2 separate regions of the Sus scrofa genome follow, and region 2 is linked to region 1. A link is a contact called in public HiChIP or PLAC-seq data. All regions are on one chromosome and are shown on one strand. The core of a region is the stretch at or near the end of the contact, and the rest is flanking DNA. Distances in the headings are between cores, read along the strand shown.

Region 1 (3,786 bases), core at 1,043-3,542:
TCTCCAAATACACAGACTTACCTTTGGCTCAATCTTAATCAAGGCAAGATCCAATTTATGGTCAATGTCTTTGACAGTGGCTTCATACTGGACCCCATTCTGGAGCTCTACCTGGATCCGATGCCGGTTGGTGAGGACATGGGCATTAGTAACAATGAGCCCATCCTCAGACACTATGAACCCAGAGGCACTGGACGCAGGGACATCCTTGTTGCTGAGAGGTGACCTGTCTCGGCAAGACAACAGCATAATCAGAGGGTGGGAACATCACAGCATCCAGCGCAGTCTGGAAGCACAGGAACCTCTCATTTAGCCAACATTCTTCCACCACTGCTTCCTCAGACATTTTACTTTTCCCTGTTTCCATTCTCTCCATGTGTAACTTCACTTGGTATATCAGTGCCCTGGCCACGTCTTGGAAACAGGACTGAAAGCTGATTCCAACTCTCTTTTTCTAGGAACACCCGCTTCTTATTTTTCAGCCATCTCCTTCCAGGGCCAGGGATCTAATTCAATTGGGAGACCCACACCCGCCACAGCTGCAGCAAGTGGGATCTTTTACCCAGTGCACCTGGCCAGGCATGGAACCAGCACCTCCACCCGGATGAGAGATCATTAACTCACTGCACCAAAGCAGGAATTCCAGGGATACCCTCTTCGTGAAAGCAGGTCAGAGCCACAGCCCTCTGCTTCAAGGAAAACTAACCTGATGGTCATACTGGGGACAAAAGTGGACCTAGGGCAACATTATCCAGCACCCAGGCAGGGAGGGAGTTAAAGAAGTCTGGTTCCAGCGTGGGTTCCTCTCCTAATCCGCCTTGTGACATAGGACAAATTCCTCTTGCTCGCTGGTTCTGGGATTCCCTCCACGAAAAAGAAGAGGCCGAGCAAGAGTACCATCAAGAGGCCCTCTATCACTAATATCTGACCTTGAATTTGAAGGAGAGGGGTTGCCTCGATTTGAAAGTCAGAATCTCTGTGCCTCCGCCCTTTGGCTAAACGACTAACAACTAACGGGCAATTCAACCTCTTGGAGCCGCTGGATTTCCTCACAGCGGGGTTTTTAGGACTAAACAGTGCTGGAAGAGCGGTAGAGTCGGGCCTGGAGCAGGAAGACGCTGGGAAACAACCCAAGGAGTTGACGTCTCCCTTGGCCTCCTTTACCTGCTGAACAGCTGTAAGTGGACCACCGACGGCGCCACCTTCTCCACCACCTCTGCGATGAAGTTGTACTTGCTCCTGAGCCAGCCCGCGCTTCTGGTCCCTGTGAAGAGACGCTCCGTTCTTGGGGCGGGGGACACCCTCGCTGCCTGACTGCATCAGGGGTCATCTCTCAAACTTCTCTGCCTCTCTTCTCCCTCCCCTTTCCCTCCCCTTCCTCTCTTCGGTCTCCCTCTGTATTTTCACTGCGTTCCCGTGAGACAGCGCCTTGAGGGAACCAGACCTGTCATTCCGATTGGAAAGTAATTTTAAAGGGAAGGCGACAGGCAACACCTATAGGGAGGAAATCGGGGAGCAACTACCTGGGAACCGGTAACGAGACAAGTAAGGCAGGAAGAAAATTGGGAGCTAGGAGGTGGTGAATCCCTGTGGCAATGCGGCAGGAAAGAGCCCGCGCTGGGCCACGCGATTGGAACAGGCTCCCTAAGAAAGTGCCAAGAGGGCGCCGAGAGCGCGCGTCGACCGCTCACCTGGGTCCCCACAGTCCACCTCATGCACGTGCACCGCCGGGAGCCCGCCGCGGAGACGTGCAGCGTGGTTCCTGGCGCGGAGCGCGCACAGGTTGGGGTACGTGCGCCCGTCGCTGCCGCACACCGCGGCCCCCGCCGCCGGGCAGCGGCAGGTACCGAGCCCGCTGCTGCCAAGGAGCCGCGGTGAGGGCGGCGCGAGGCACTGCAGCCCCGGGGCGCACGGCCGGCGGAGCGCGGCGCCGCAAGCCTCGCCCTCGGCCGCGGCGCAGACGCGGCAGCAGCCGCAGCGGTCAAGCACTGGCGCCGTCCCGCGGAGCAGGAGGGCAGCGGGGGGCAGCGCATTGGCTCGCAGACCGCGGGGCAGGGCGGCGCGGGCCGGACGGTCCTGGCCTCGACCCCGGCCCCAGGTGCGTGGGGCAGCAGCAGCCACAGCAGTAGGAGCTGTCTGAGCCCGGCGGGCCGCAGCAGAGTTCTGGACATTCTGCTTCCTTCCTCCTGACCCCGCTCCTCCCCACTTTCTTATGATTTTCCTCTGGACCCGCAGCTGCTCTAAGATGAGCCACACTTTCTCCGGACTGCTGTGCCGCTTCTGCCAGTCCCCAACTTTAAGGGGCAGAGTCTGGCAGTCTTCTCCACGCACCCCCTCCCCCAATCCTCCCCCAGCCGTCCCACCCCAGGAGATGAAGAGACATCCTGGCCCTTCCCCAAGCAGACAGCCACGTCGTGAAATCCCTAAAACCAAGGCCAGGGGCACACTGACAAGCCAGATCACCCACCCACGGACAGAAGGTCAGCCTTAGGAAAACACACGTTGCCGTATTGCAGTATTTCACATGGTTTTATTACAAAACAAGCAACAAAACAGTTTTAGAAAATTATTTTTTGCTACATACCAATTAGGAGATCACATAAAATGAAAAGCATAACAGTTTCCATGCACTCAGCTCAGTGTCTACAGTGAGTGCATTTCACAGCTGAAACATACTGGTTCAAAACACAAAATCATGCCACACCTTACAAGCAAGGCGGGGTGGGTGGGGGCGTCCAACAGTATGTTTTGGGGCCAAATATTCACTTTATTCAAACTCTACTCAGCATGAGTGACTGAAATTCACTACCGCAGGCAATGACAGAGACAGAGAAAAAAGAGAATAAGGGGGAAAAAAGTGACATTGGGAGAAAAAAATGTTGGACTCTTTCTCATGGGAGCTCACCATTCAAAACAGAAACAGAAGTATTTTCACCTGAGGTCTCTATTCCTCAAACACCATAGTACAATTAAGTCATCTCACAAAATGCCAAAGGCCAAACTGTGTTCACCAGCCATCAGCTGATCTTGAGCAAGCAAATTCTTAACTTTCAAGAACAGTGGACAATACAGTTCAGCTATGGGGAGACACCTGAAATTCTACTACACACAGTGGGTCAAGACTGAATTAAAAGTCTTATGAAAATAGCAAAACTCACAGTTGCCTCGTGGACTAACAGTTAAAGATTTGGCATTGTTGTCACTGCTGTGGCTCCAGTCTGGTCCCTGGTCAGGGAACTTCTGAATGCTGTAGGTGTGGCCAAAAAAATAGTAAAATAAAATGACCACAGCCACAGTTGCCTTTAAAAGTCTACTCCTAAAAAAAAAAAACCCAGCCCAATTTAGAGAATATTTTTATTCCATACATAAAAAAAGCAGTACCTTTTTTTGATTCCTCCTTCCCCCCGCTTTTTAAAACATATTTATTCCAGAGCCCAGGCACTTAACTACTAGCAGATACTGCATCTCCGTCCTGTTTTTTTCCATTTGGTTCCATTTTACACATTTAAAACCAAATGCCTTGGTTCTGCATGCACCATCTTTGACTCACATGTGTAGTGACATTAAAAAGTGGTAAGGTGAAATTAACCAGAAGGTAAGAAATATGGACACAAAAGGAATTCCGAAATAAGATTTGGGAATAAGAATGCCTTTAGGCTTCAGCAAAAGGAATTATATTTATCTGGTGTTGGAATAACATAAACAATGTATTAACTTGAAATTTCCAAGTATTTGCCAACTGGAGTCCTTGTTTTCCTTTGATCTAATACAATTTGGATTTATAAG
Region 2 (3,822 bases), core at 932-3,431, 200 kb after region 1:
TTATGCTTTGTATTAAAAGTATTTGAAATCGTTTGTTTCGTTTTGTTTTTTTTTCTTTTTATGGCTGCACCTGCAGCACATGGAAGTTCCCAGGCTAAGGGTCAAATCAGAGCTGAAGCTGCCAGCCTACACCACAGCCACAGCAATGCCAAATCCAAGCCGCATCTGTGACCTACACCACAGCTCACAGCAACCACTGATTGAGGCCAGGAATCAAACCTACATCTTCATGAATACTAGTTGGGTTCAAAACCCACAATGGGAAATCCCTGAAATAGATTTATTGTTTAAGGCAAAATAATACCTATGCTTATCCTTTCATTCAATCATTCTACACATTTTTATTTTTTAAACTGATTATAATTTATTTTAGGATTCATCTTTTTTTTTTTTTTTTTCTGGCCATGACATTCTTGATGTGATATCTCAGTTCCTAGACCAGGGATTGAACCTAGACAGCAGCAGAGAAAGTGCTGAATCCTAACCACTAGACCACCAGGGACCTCCCTAGATCATTTAAATAAATGAGATTTAAATATACATTTTATCCTCTGCTAAAGGTAAGGGCTTATTTATTCTCAACATCTCCTGTTTTCACCTTAAGCTCTGCTCTCCAGGTGAGGAAGTGGGAACCAGGCAGCAGCCAAGACCCTTACCAACCCCTGCAGAGCCAGTGTTCTGATCTCTTCTCAGCCATGTAACAAGCCTTTGTGTATCTACTTAATTTACATAATTAGCTCCCTATGTGGAGGGATATTAAGGGGGTTCACTGCTCCTCATTATAAATGAAATCACGAGGAATAACCCTACACATGGGTCTTTGAACAGATACAGGATCATTAAGAAATGATGACTCCAAGAGGAGTTAAAACTTTCGAACACATGTTAAATCTGGAGACGCAGGCAAGCTGCCCTCCAGAAAGGCTGTACTACTATAGTTTTAGACGGCAATATATGATACAGCCTCTTCCCTAAATCTTCTTCAACACTCAGTGAGGCCAGGGAGTTCCCTGGTGGCCAGGCAGGTTAAGGATCCAGCGTTGACACTCCTGTGGCTCTGGCTACTGCTGAACTTCAGCATTCCACAAACACCGCCAAAAAAAAAAAAAAAAAAAAAACTCACTAAGGGAATTGATCTTCTAACACTTTGACAAATAGGTGGCAATAAAACCATTGCTGGTTTTATTTGAACACATCTGATTATTAATGGAGTCAGAACATCTTGTAATGTATTTACTGAAACACTGGCTGACCTGCTTCCATGCTGCCCTCTCTTTCTTCCTTTCTTTCCTTCTTTCCTTCTTTTTTGGTAAATAGAATGTTTAATGGAGTGTTTAATTCTTTGGCCTGAAAACAGTCCCTGGTCCAGCAGTAGCAGCAGCAACACCCGAGGGTTAAGAATGCAAATTCCTAGAGTTCCCACTGTGGTGCAATGGGATCGGTGGGGTCTTTGCAGAGCCAGGACTCAGGTTCAATCCCCGGTGGGCACAGAAGCTTCAGCACAGAAGGTTAAAGGATCCCACGTTGCTGAAGCTGCAGTGTAGGTCAAAACTGCAGCTCAGATCTGATCCCTGCCCCAGAAACTCCAAATGCTATGGGGTGGTCAAAAAAAAGAAAAAATACAAATTCCCAAGCCCCATCCAGACATATTGACGCAGAAACTCTGGGCCTAGGGAGGGAGGAGGGAGGTGTGGGAGGTGGGGTCAGGGAGGTAGGCAGGTGATGCCCCTGAGTGATGGGCAGTAAAGTGTCTTTACATCACTAGGATTTCAGTTGCAAAGCAGGCTCTAACCTCTAAACAGGAGACAAAAAGCTTTTGGATCGATAGCAAGTTCAATATTTCCTCCTCCAAATGGCATTTATGGACTGAATATCATTTACCATCTCCAACTTTCGTCCCAAAAGTTCTGCATTACCACAAAACTCACCTAACTCACAACAGCCGAATTACCGCTGCACGAGGGACTGCCTGTTCTTGTCTGACCAACATCACCCCCTCCTTTGAGCCACAACTGGTGTTTTCTTTGATTCCCTCCCCCTCGCCACTCCCAGCGCCTGTGGTTTGCATCCCCCAGCTCTCCAGATGCGGGGGTGGGAAGTGAGTCAGGCCTGACTCAACACTCCCTCCACTCCCCCTCCCAGCCCTCTACACCCCACAGCTCGGCTCAGCCAAGGACACAGGACCCAAGCCCGTCCATGATTTATGTCTCCTGACAACCTCTCTCAGCTCTTCCATCTCTATGACTCCCACTTCCTGTAGCAACACTCTGGCTGGATGCCAAGGGGAGGGAAGGCAGGCTGACCATGGCCCGTGTGGGCCACCTGTAGGAGGAACGACCAGCAGGCATTCCTGGGAACAAGCTGCACCCATTTCAGCCATATCAGGGGACAGGACATGCAGAAATACGACTCTGCACTGAGATCAGCCACCACGATGGGCATTTCCATTAGTTATTGGCCCCTTGGTTCAATAATCCTTTTATTTAGGACAGTCTGGAAGCCTCCACCAGGGACAGCTGGCAGACATGTTTTCCAGGCCGGCGGGTGCCAGGATGGATACACCAAGATTGCGTGGCAACATTCTTCAGCCTCATTCCAGGACTCCTGCTACATCTGTTGGGGAGAACCAGCCTCAGATGTGCCCAGAACTGGCTCTAACACCATTCAGGGCCAAGTGCACAGAAATCCCAATTCAGACATAGTAAAGTGTCCTTGTGCAGGAATCTTTCTATCCTTTCTCCCTTGAGATGTTGATACTTTTTTTTTTTCCTTCTTTTTATGGCTGAATGGGCAGCATATGGAGCTGCAGCTGTTAGCCTATGCCACAGCCACAGCAACACCAGATCTGAGCCATGTCTGCAGACCTACACCGAAGCTTGCAGCAACACCGGAGCCTTAACCCACTGAGTGAGGCCAGGGATCAAACCCATATCCTCTTGGATACTAGTTGGGTTTTTAACCCGTTGAGCCACAATGGCAACTCTGAGATGTTGATCTTTTTATTTTCCCCCCTCAAATAAGGAATTCAGAATGGTTTTATCTCAGCATCCACATTTGACTTAAATTCACCTGTTCGAGAACATCTGCGGAGTGGCTGGGCGGTGGCGCCGCAGGCTGAGGGGACTGCTTATTCTCTCTGAACTTGAACGTACAAAACTGACACATTCCAGGCGGCACCAAGTGAGGAGATGGTTGTTTCCCACAGCCCAAGCCTCCTCCACGTGAAGTGGAGGAACACTCCAGTGTGACCAAAAAAGGAAGCAGCAAGATTCAGCTTCCATAGAGGGTTTTCCAGTGTGAGGGAAGGTGTGTGGGGGGAGAGAAGGGGGGGCAGGAGGGGATGGGGCTGGTACTGATGCCGGAGAGAGATGTGAGCCCCGGGCCACGCTCCCCTCCAGGGACCCTAAAGCAAGGAAGCTGCTGCTCCTGGGAGAGAGGCTCTGGTGGATAAGACACAGCATCAAAACCCTCTCTGCTGAGGTTCTCTGGCGCCTTCGAGGGTTAAGGATCCGATGTTGTCACCACCATGGTGCGAGTTCAATCCCTGGCTGGAAACTTCCTCATGTTCCAGGCGCAGCTAACAAACAAAGAAGCCAAAAAACCCTCTCTCTTTGGAAAGAAGGTGGGGAATCTGGGGTCTGATGCTGTCAGCTGGAGTATTCACACTCCATCCACATCAGACACAGCAGCCCCCACAAGACAGCTCTTCAGCTCAGCGGGGGACCAGTCTCCTGACGTTGTGTCGTCATCTCTCTCCGTGTGAAAGTGTCCCTGCTTTGTGAGCAAGTCAGAGTTGGCAGCACAGGGGCTCGTTCACACTCA

What was found. HiChIP or PLAC-seq counts read pairs in DNA pulled down with a chosen protein or histone mark.
Region 2: an H3K27ac HiChIP or PLAC-seq map of alveolar macrophages shows a contact between it and region 1. The contact joins the enhancer-like site here to the promoter of HTRA4 in region 1. A contact is called at or near these places in 5 of 47 Hi-C or Micro-C datasets (embryonic fibroblasts, epiblast stem cells, fibroblasts and 1 more) and 2 of 2 datasets of contacts at active chromatin or transcription factors (alveolar macrophages and skeletal muscle).

What each region holds. Positions count from the first base shown.
Region 1 is chr15:47,623,597-47,627,382 of Sscrofa11.1, forward strand. It overlaps HTRA4 (serine protease HTRA4), which reads right to left and starts at 2,293. Exons shown (of 10, transcript XM_021075121.1): 1 at 2,006-2,293; 2 at 1,692-2,003; 3 at 1,165-1,264; 4 at 22-226. The coding sequence starts at 2,171. PLEKHA2 (pleckstrin homology domain-containing family A member 2) reads right to left here. Exons shown (of 13, transcript XM_021075122.1): 13 at 2,511-3,786.
Region 2 is chr15:47,818,805-47,822,626 of Sscrofa11.1, forward strand. The region is part of intron 1 of TACC1 (transforming acidic coiled-coil-containing protein 1); the gene reads right to left. Among named protein-coding and RNA genes, the nearest start is that of TACC1, 40 kb to the right of the region's middle. Within about 2 kb of position 2,182, at least 33 of the 83 cell types and tissues checked have an H3K27ac peak or open chromatin away from gene starts, as enhancers often do. A contact at or near this core is called in alveolar macrophages, embryonic fibroblasts and skeletal muscle, where this site is marked.